2 separate regions of the Pelodiscus sinensis genome follow, and region 1 is linked to region 2. Evidence: chromatin contacts called from public Hi-C data. All regions are on one chromosome and are shown on one strand. The core of a region is the stretch at or near the end of the contact, and the rest is flanking DNA. Distances in the headings are between cores, read along the strand shown.

Region 1 (5,055 bases), core at 785-3,284, 440 kb before region 2:
CACTTCATAAAGAGTTTTGTTCTTCAAATTAGGGATGTTATGAACTGTGTAATTTGGTAATTGTGTAGCCAACAAAAAATTGTTCCTTACACAGTTAACCAATAAGTGGCTCTGCAATGGGGGTTGCTGCCAGGACTGGCACGAGCCAGGACTGAGCCAGCATGTCTGTGTGCCAGCTCCCAAAATACTTTAAATGCAGAGCCACAAGGGGGGGGGGGGATGTTTTCCATGTAGCTGATAGGATTAAACGATAAGCCACTGCTTATTTAATTGTTTAACCAGCTATACTATTACATCCCTACTTCAAATACAGTAGCCCCATGAGAATTCCCAGCCTTCAAAGGGTAGAATCTTGTTCTTTCTTTGAGAGAAACCCATGAGTAGACCCATTCTGATACTTTTCTTCTTGAACTAGCAGAAAGAGTGCATATGGGCTCTTTCCCGTTCCTGACACTATTCCAAGGCAAGACTTGCTAGCATAGTAAATCAAGACCTGCAAACTTATCCTGTGTCTTCCCTCTACCAAAGAATCACTGAGTTTTATGCAGTTATTACACATACCATAAAAGTGTCATTCTGCTACAAGTTTCATACCTATTGACTGAGGAGAATCCATGTATGGGAAATACTTGATGTAGTGGGCTCTATCTGTGGCCATTAACACATCCAAGACTCGTTGAGATTTAATCACTCCATTTTCTACAAAAAGAATGGAGAGGAAGACTTCAGCTATTTAGCACTGTATAAAACACTCAGGTTTAGAAGGAGAGGCAGTGGAACCATAATCATTGTCCAAAAAGCAGTGGGGAATACCAATACAAATGTGAATGCTTAACAAGTAAACCTCACCCTTAATGGATGTGCCTTATGGGTTAAGGTTAACAGGTGAGGCCTGGAGCAGCTCCCTACCTGCTACCTGGTCAGGGGCTTCTCTGGCTGGGCCCAGAGTAATTCCCCCCCTCCCATTTAAATGGTTAAACAACGTTTAACCTGTTAACCCAGGGGGTCTCGAGCTTTGTGATACCCCCCCCAAATTGCTCGCAACCCCCCAGGGGGGTCAGGACCCACAGTTTGAGAATCACAGGGTTAACCAATTAAATGGGATTTTACTCAACTATTCTAGTCCCAAAACAGCACATTGGATCTCTGTTATATGTAACTGTCTAGAGAATTACACAACTAGTGTTGTGCATAAACCCAAATTACATCCCCCTCCCCCCATCAGAGAGACTTTGGGCCTTAGTCTCTTATTAATCCTAGCTTCGTGTTCTTCTTAGAATTAGAAACAGAATGGTTTCAGGCTGTGACATCCAGATTGTGATGGGGATAAAGACAGAAGCACCAAAACTATTGCATGACATTTTAGAATGATTGATTACAACCCCAGTCTATTGTAGGTTTGATTTTTCACACCTGTTAAAGTGCTGAGAAATTTTATCATCAGCTTTAAATGTGATCTCTGAAGAGGGGCTGCTGGTGGTACTCACTGTAAAGATTATTGAGTAGCTCAGCATGTGTTTTCCCACTTGAAGTCCAGGCCATGGTTCTTGTGAGCAACAGTCCCATGAACACAGTAAGCATAATACACTGTAGGCACTGCTCATCTCTTAGAAATGCACAGTGGCCTCCCAGGCCTTGTGTGTCAGTCATGAAAGGAAGGAGAGGTGGAAGAAAGAGAGAGACAAAGTTTAAAACCAGCTCTGATAACAGCCTGAAGAACTCAAAATCTTGGCCATTTGTGACTGGGAAAGTTAAAATGATATACATTCTCTACAGCCAATAAACAATTCTAATGACCTTTGCATTTGTTACAGCCTGATTACTAACCCTGAAAAATCAAGGCCTCAGACCACAAAGATCTGCACTACAAGAATGCCTCAGATTGCTCTGGCAACTAAGGATGTTAACAACGAATTTACTAGTCAAGTAGTCCATAGGCACGTCTGCATTCCTCCTTTGAAATGTGCACCTTTGTAACTGAGGAGCCACTGTAAAAATCAGCAGTAGCAGGATCTTTTTAAAAGTCACTAGTCAAATACCACGTTCAGCTGTAGGGGCTGCTTTGTGCAAAGCTCCTGGCCGTTCATTTCGCTGGAAAGTCTTGGGCCTCACCCAAAGGGGCGATTAGGACGCGCAGTAAAGTGCAATGCAACACGTCGTGTGGGGGAGAGGGGGCGGGAGAATCAGAGAAACGTCCCGTTGCACAACAGCGCGCGGGCGCCTTACTGGCGAGGGGGCCGGGGGCGGCCCTGAGGGCTGCGCAGTTTCCAGTCTCGCCCCTCTCAAGGCCGCCCCGCTGCTCTGACCCGCCTGGGCGCGCACCAGCCTGGCAATTTAACCCTCGGACTCAAGGGCCAGCGAGTAAGAACCGGAGGCGAAAAAATCAACCCTCCCCGCGCGGGAGGCTGCGGGTGCAGCGCGGGAAGCTGAGACGCGCGCCCCGGCCCAGCTCGAGGCGGGGGCGATTGGCGCCGCGGAAGGGAGCAGCGCAGCCCCGCCCGCGCAGCGGACTGGGGGCTCCAAGCTCGCAGGAAGTGGGGCGGAGCGGGGCACGACACCGCAGCGTCCTTCCCTAGCACCCCGCGCTGCCCCTGCGGAAGTGGGAGCATCAGACTCACCTGCGCAAGCGCACTAGGCCCTCCTCCGCGCGCTCATACCGCAGACAGGCCCACTTTCCCGGCCTCACCTAGTCTATGAGTTACAGCGGCTGCCCTTCCTGGCGTTTGTTGTAGGAAAGGACAACTTCCGCCCGGTTTTAAGATGGCGTCACGCCAAGCACGGCGCTATATTCCCCGCCCTCTGGCACTTGGTGTAGCCAATGGCTGGCATGGCAGTGCCCTTCCGTCGCTGATTTGTCAGGCTGCACGTCAGTGACACCTCAGCGCGCCCCGATTCGTCCTAGCCTGGGGGAAGAGGGAGCGGCAGTGGGGGACGCAGGTAGGTGGCTCATTGAGCTGTGCGGGTCCTGGGGTATCGCAGCTGTCGGGGGGAAGGGAAAGGAGGAGGAGGAGGAGGAGGAGGGGGGGACTGTCAGCGCACCTCTGGGTCCTGCTGGGGAAAGGCCGAGGAGGCAGCTCCAGCGGCAGCTCCCCAAGGCTGAGGGGCCTCCGTGGTGAGGCCATTGGCATCGCCACCAGCCGAAAGGCTGCACCTGCTAGGATTTTGAACCTTTATTTTCATGCCTGGCCAATGCCCCCTGAAGCAAGCAACGTGCCCCGCAAGGAAGATGGGCAGCCCCCCACTTGTTTACCTTCCCCTGAATGGGGATGCGCATGCAATGGGATCTGAACCACACTTGGTTGTTTTGGATTTATATAACGGAACAAGAACATTTTTGTAATCACACCTTTTTTGCCCATGTGAATAGGCTTCAGCAAATCTGAGACTTTATTCACTGCAGCAGAATTGCTGCCTTCTGAAATCACGTTTGGTTTGAAAATTTTAGGCTTAGCTCAATGGCCAGTAAACTACATGATGGCCCCACTGCAATAGGGTGACTCTTTACAAAATATTTTAAAATGGTCTGAGTTGCAAGCTCTTCTGAATCATTCTATTATGATTCATACAGTAATAGATCACATAATCCTAGTATACAAATACAGTCTATTACAGGGGTTAGCAATCTTCAACATGCAGCCCATCAGGGTAATCCACTCTTGTGCTGAGACATTTTGTTTACATTGACTGCCTGTAAGTACAGCCCCCTGCAGTTCCCATTGGCTGTGGTTCACCATTTCCAGCCAATGGACCTGCAGAAAGTGGCAACAAAACATCTCACAGTAGATTACCCTGATGGACAGTGCGCCAAAGGTTGCTGACCCCTAATCTATTAGTACAAATTTCCTTTTATTGAATGAGAGAAATTTGACTTTGTGATTCTCTGAAATGAGCTTTCAAAAAAATCTGAAAACATTTTCTTTATTTAGATATAGGGGTGGGCAAAGAATCAAATGTAGATATAAATATTGGTTTACAATTGATGCTGACAGATTATCACATACATTTTTTTCAGGAGTTCTCCATAATGAAAATGATTGAGAATGTTGACTCTGTAGTGACTAGGTCAAGCCAAGACCTCTGGGCTGAAATCTGTTCATGTCTGCCAGATCCAAACCTGAAAGAAGGCTCTAGAGATGCTTTTGCAGATTCCTTCACAGATTCTTACATCAGTGGAAAAAGCCAGGATGAAGAACTGTGTGGTTCTTTCCAAGCAAATCTGAAACCCTGGGCACCTCTGAAAGATTCAGAGATATATTTAGCATCACTAGGTGAGTGTATGATAAAATACTGATTTCTGAGATTGCTTCAGTCGGAAAATAAGTTTTGAGAATGTGGTGTCTTCTGTCAGTGTCAACATTAACGATTTAACATTGCACAAAGAACTGATGTCAGTATGTGCAGAGTGTGCAAGAAAGAAGGATGGTCAAATTAATGTGATTGTGGCTCAGGGAAGGATGGTCAAACTAATGTGATTATGGTTCATCCGCCTCACCAGCCACCATGCTCCACTCCCAACCCAACTGGACTGCCGGTCACCAGCCTCCTGGCGCCAACCCAACTGGGTTCTTGGCCCTGGCAGGGCTCCCAGCTCCACTTGCTGGGGCTCTGTTATCCAGGAACATCTGAGGTCCTGCTGGACCATGGATGTTGCCAATCATATAGTCCCAGTTTAGAAAGGTTCATCCTATACAGGCAGTCCCCGGGTTACATGGATCCGACTTACATCGGATCCCTACTTACAAACAGGGTGAGGCAACCCCGCACTAGCTGCTTCCCCCCAAGCAAACCAGGGAGACGCGAAGCTAGCGCCCTCCCCCCCCCCAGCAGACCAGGAAGACGCGGAGCGGCTTTTTTCAGCAGACACCTCAGCTTGAGAATAAAGGACTAAGGGAAGTGAGGTATGGGAGAATAAAACTGAGCTCTGGAGAAATGTTTGGCTAGAGTTTCCCCTACATTATGTACCAGCATACAAATTCAACTTAAGAACAAACCTACAGTCCCTATCTTGTACGTAACCCGGGGACTGCCTGTACTGGCAATTGGAGGAGCTGCAAA
Region 2 (4,730 bases), core at 1,582-4,081:
CAGTAGTGGGAACTGGAACTCATGCTCCAGACATGCAGTGGGCGTCAAGGCTCAAACTCACTGCAGGGCTAAAGTGCCAGCTCACCTCGCTGCATGGGGAGAGCTACAGGCCAGTTCAAGGCAAGTCAGGGGTGCCAGATTCCCCATCCCTGACCTAAAAGCTAGGAAGACCAAGAGGGGAAGAGGGATGCAGCTAGCCCTGGATCTTGACAAACTCATTATCTTCTCTTCCACCTATCATACCTTAAAGCTGTGACTGAAGCCCGCTAGTAATAAGTTAATTAGGAGTGTATGGGAACAAAACAGATCTGATTTGGACTTCATGTGCTACAGCGCTATTCCCCACACTGCTCATTAAAAGATTACCTGGTGTTACTTTTAACAAGATGATCAGTTAAGAACTGCTTTTACCTGTGCGCCTGACAGCTTTGACTGCAGTTGCTGTTTGGCTATTTCCAATGACTGGTTTTTCTTCTTTAGCTCAGTCTCCAATCTGTACCGGCTCACTGGTCTGTAGACACACATACATCACTGAGGATTTATTAAATACTAGTTTATGGCTAGTATTTATATAAGGATATGATTAAAACATGAAAAGGAAGGTGTGTGTTAGGTTTTTTTCCCCCTGAAAGAATGTCCACGTCTGCCCTGTTCAGCCAGGAAGTGTCAGATAACATTCAGTGCACCTCTTGAAAGATGGAGTGTGCATTGAACTGTGTTTTCGGCTCCACATATTCAAAGTTTACCATTGGCCATCAACACATGAACAAGATCATGCTGTAAGTTATCATGCAAGGATGAGGCACACCAGAACAGTTAACAGTAATATTGGAGAGAGGTTTTTTGGTACCAGCTTACCCTCGTGCAACCGTTGCTGTCTTTTTAGAAAGGAGCTCTGCTTTCTTGGTAGATCTACAGAGACTGAAACCACAGAAAGAATCATTATTGTCAATTATGTAGCATTTTGCCAAACCAACCATCAACTTAACAAAAGTCTGATTTTCTATGCATATTTTTGCTATGACTAGGTTTTTAGTAATCTAAAAATGTCTGAAAGATGCACTAAAGTTTGTCTGTGCATGTAGCTTCCAGTTACCTTTGGTTTTTAGCTTTGATTACACCATCTTCTGGAACATTTGAGCTAAAAGTGAAATTGGGATCTTTGCTGAATTCTGGCTCTACTGTTTTGTTGATATGTTGTTTCTTTGATGGAAATGAAGTCTGTGCATCTGCAAAAAGATGAACCACCACAGAGCAATGTAAGGAATTAACAAGAGCAAGCAGTTCTCCAGCTTGTGCATGAAAAAAAAAAAATCTTGAACTTAGGCAGAATTAGGGACATGAACATGTACCCATATACACCGTTAACCAATGAGGCTGGGCTCATTAGTTAACCATCACAGTTACGTGCAGCCCCCCCCCATCAGAGGCAGCTTCATTGGAGGGGGGAGGGGGAGAAAGAGAGGGAGGAAAAGGAAATAGGAGGGATTCCCTGCAAGCACCAGCTACCACCTCCCCCTTCCTGGCATGTAAATGTGTAACTGCTCAGTAGTTACACATTTACAAAAACAAACACATTTTATCATCTGTAGGTAGAATCACTTGCACATTAACATTTCCTTCTAACAAGATGCGAATAGCAATAACAAAAAAGCATCCTAACCCCTCCCCCCCATTCCTATAATCTCCAAAGGGGATACAGGCTCACCTTGAATATTTTATGATCTTTAACTTTTGGAGGGGCTATGGTAAACAATTTCAGAATGTAGTTCACCATTCCAGCACGGAGTGGGAGGGCTTCATGTCACAGACTATCATTTCAACATCAGGCAGGTACAGGAACACTGCTTTGATAGCCAATGCGGCGCCATATTGAGCAAAGAACAGAACGATTTAAAACTTTTAGGCTGTCTCTAGACTGGTCAGTTTTTCCCAGAAAATCAGCCGCTTTGCCGGAAAAACTTGCCAGCTGTCTACACTGTCCGCTTGAATTTCCACAAAAGCACTGACTTCCTACTGTAAGAAGTCAGTGCTTCTTGCGGAAATACTATGCTGTTCCCGTTCAGGCACAAGTCCCTGTTGCGCAAAGCTTTTGCGCAAAAGGGCCAGTGTAGACAGCTCAGATTTGTTTTCCACAAAAAAGCCCCGATCGCAAAAATGGTGATCTGGGCTTTTTTGTGGAAAAGCATCCGTGCTAATCTAGACGCTCTGTTCCAAAAATGCTTTTAACGGAAAACTTTTCCGTTAAAAGCATTTCCAGAAAATCATGCCAGTCTAGACGCAGCCTTCGAGTAGGAGAAACATCTCGTGTGATTAAATCACATCCAGAGTGGGCCCATTCACCCTAAGAACGGGAAGGGCCGTATTCCCGCCTGCCGCTCACTCAGCACTAGAGACACTGACTGTCTGGCGCACACCTGCTCCCTGCCTAGGCTCTGAAACCAACAGCGGCTCGGGGGACTCTGGCACTGGGACCACAAGCTGAACCCCCCCCCCCCCCCCCCCCGACAACGCGCTCGGGCGGGCGCCGCGGACCTGTGGGGAGGCGGTGGGAGGGCGCGGGGCGCTGGCGGGAGCCATAGACCGGGATCCTGGAAGTCTCGCGCTCCATGGCCCCATCTGTCGGCGCGAGACACCGCGAGGGGTTGCCCGGCCAGCCCGGGGCTCTGCGCAGAGCCGAGCAACAGACACGGCTCCGTTCCCGCGGCCGTTTGAAATGGGGACGGCTACGGAAGGAGGACTGGGCAAAGAAGCGCGCAGGCGCAGAGCCGGCTGGCGGCACCTTCCTAGTGCGCAGGTCCGGCCCAATGCTGCACATGCGCGGTGGGGAAAGTGAAGCCCCCGCACGGCTTCACTCCCTGCCCTGAGCCGCGAGGGGTAAATGGGAGGGGCGTCGCCGGGGAGCGCACGTGACCCCTCAGGGAGTCTCCCTTGGGCGGTGAGAATGGGCGGGCAACATCCTGCCTCCAGGGGTCTGCGTGACGCTGCGTGGCTTTGAGGTGAGGGAGGCGGAATCCTCTCTAGGCGGTGGCTACCAGCTAGCCAATGGCGCGGCAGAGCAGCCACCCCTCAGCCAATGGCGTAGCAAGGCAGCCACCCCAGTCCTGCCTAGCCCTGCTGCGGGACCGCTCGGGCGTGTAGGCGCCGTCTGCCTGTTCCACCTACGCGTGAGACAGCGCGAGTAGTGGAGTCCTCGCGCTTAAGCCCAGTGGCAGAGCCCGGCATAGGCAGACCTAGCAACTGTTCAGTGCCGGGCTTAGTCTAGGCCCCTCGATTTTGAGGTGGGGGAAAGTTTGCAGTTAGTCGCTTGTAGGGGAAGAGGGGAAATATTCCTGGACGTGCTGGCTCCCAATGAGGAAACCGGTAGCACCTGTTCAGTAGCTAGCACAGGCCCAATATGCAGGAATTGCGAGGTGTGTGTGCACGTGCACTTTTTTTTTTTGGTAAATGTGAACTGCAAGGGTGCGAACACTCCTCCCCCTCCCCCACCGTGGTCCCTCCAGTAAGCGTGCTCTGGAGAGGAGACTAAGCGGGGAGGGTTATGATAGGTATATATAATAACGGCTACGTCTAGACTGGCATGATTTTCAGCAAATGCTTTTAACGGAAATGTTTTCCGTTAAAAGCATTTGCGGAAAACGTCTAGATTGGCACGGACGCTTTACCGCAAAAGCACTTTTTGCGGAAAAGTGTCCGTGCCAATCTAGACGCACTTTTGCACAAAAAAGCCCCCATCGCCATTTTCACAATGGGCTTTTTTTGCACAAAACTAATCTGAGCTGTCTACACTGGCCCCTTTGCACAAAAGCTTTGCGCAAAAGGACTTTTGCCCCAACGGGAGCAGCATATTATTTCCACAAGAAGCACTGATTTCAGACAGTAGGAAGTCAGTGTTCTTGAGGAAATTCAAGCGGCCAGTGTAGACAGCTGGCTGGAAAAACTTGCCAGTCTAGACACAGCCAACAGGTACGGAGGAAGTGAGTAAGGAAAAGTTAATATACTTTTTCCCCACACCATAAGAACTAGAAGTCACCAAATGAAGTCAACAGGTGGCAGGTTTAAAACAAATGAAAAGAAAAAATGTAAAAAACAACAAATAGTCTAGTAGCACCTTAAAGATTCTGCGGATGTCCAGTCACCTGAAGAAGTGGGTTGTATCCACAAAAGCTCATGATACCATCTACATATTTTGTTAGTTTTTAAGGTGCTACTAGACTATTCGTTTTTAAAGTTTTTCTAGTACAGACTAACTCGGCTACTCCTCTGAAGCAAATGAGAGGAAGTTTTTCTTCATGTAGCACACTGTCAACCTGTGGAACTCCTTGCCAGAGGATGTGAAGATCAGGACTTTAACAGGGTTCAAAAATGAACTATATAAATTCATGGAGGTTAGGTCCATCAATACTTATTAGCCAGGATGGATAGGAATAGTATTCCTGAGTCTCTGTCAGAAAGCTGAGATGAGATATTGCTACTCTGTAAATAAGCTACAGAGGGAAATACCAGGGAGGGTGAAGAGCTATGTATGCTAAAGAATAAAGTGTGCACAAGAACAAATAGATATAAACTGGATATGAACAAATTTTGGCTGGAAATTAGAAAGTTTCTCACCATCAAAGGGGTGAGATTCATGCAATAAAATTTGTGAGGATAAAGAATTTAATTTCAAGGAAATGGACAAATTTCTGAGTGCAGTTATATGAGTGGATTGCTTGTGATGGTAGCAAGGA

Evidence for each region. A called contact is a pair of places that touch in the nucleus more often than the background predicts.
Region 1: a Hi-C map of blood shows a contact between it and region 2, with 7 times the contacts expected there. The contact joins the promoter of CCDC32 here to the promoter of KNSTRN in region 2. A contact is called at or near these places in 2 of 5 Hi-C or Micro-C datasets (blood and an unstated tissue).

Annotation. Positions count from the first base shown.
Region 1 is chr4:63,134,398-63,139,452 of ASM4963464v1, reverse strand. CCDC32 (coiled-coil domain containing 32) reads left to right here and starts at 2,034. Exons shown (of 4, transcript XM_006128662.4): 1 at 2,034-2,937; 2 at 4,013-4,268. The coding sequence starts at 4,025. It overlaps LOC102463330 (protein-L-isoaspartate(D-aspartate) O-methyltransferase-like), which reads right to left. Exons shown (of 8, transcript XM_075926111.1): 2 at 1,488-1,634; 3 at 595-699.
Region 2 is chr4:62,693,815-62,698,544 of ASM4963464v1, reverse strand. It overlaps KNSTRN (kinetochore localized astrin (SPAG5) binding protein), which reads right to left and starts at 2,831. Exons shown (of 8, transcript XM_075927095.1): 1 at 2,536-2,831; 2 at 1,097-1,229; 3 at 859-921; 4 at 412-511. The coding sequence starts at 2,818.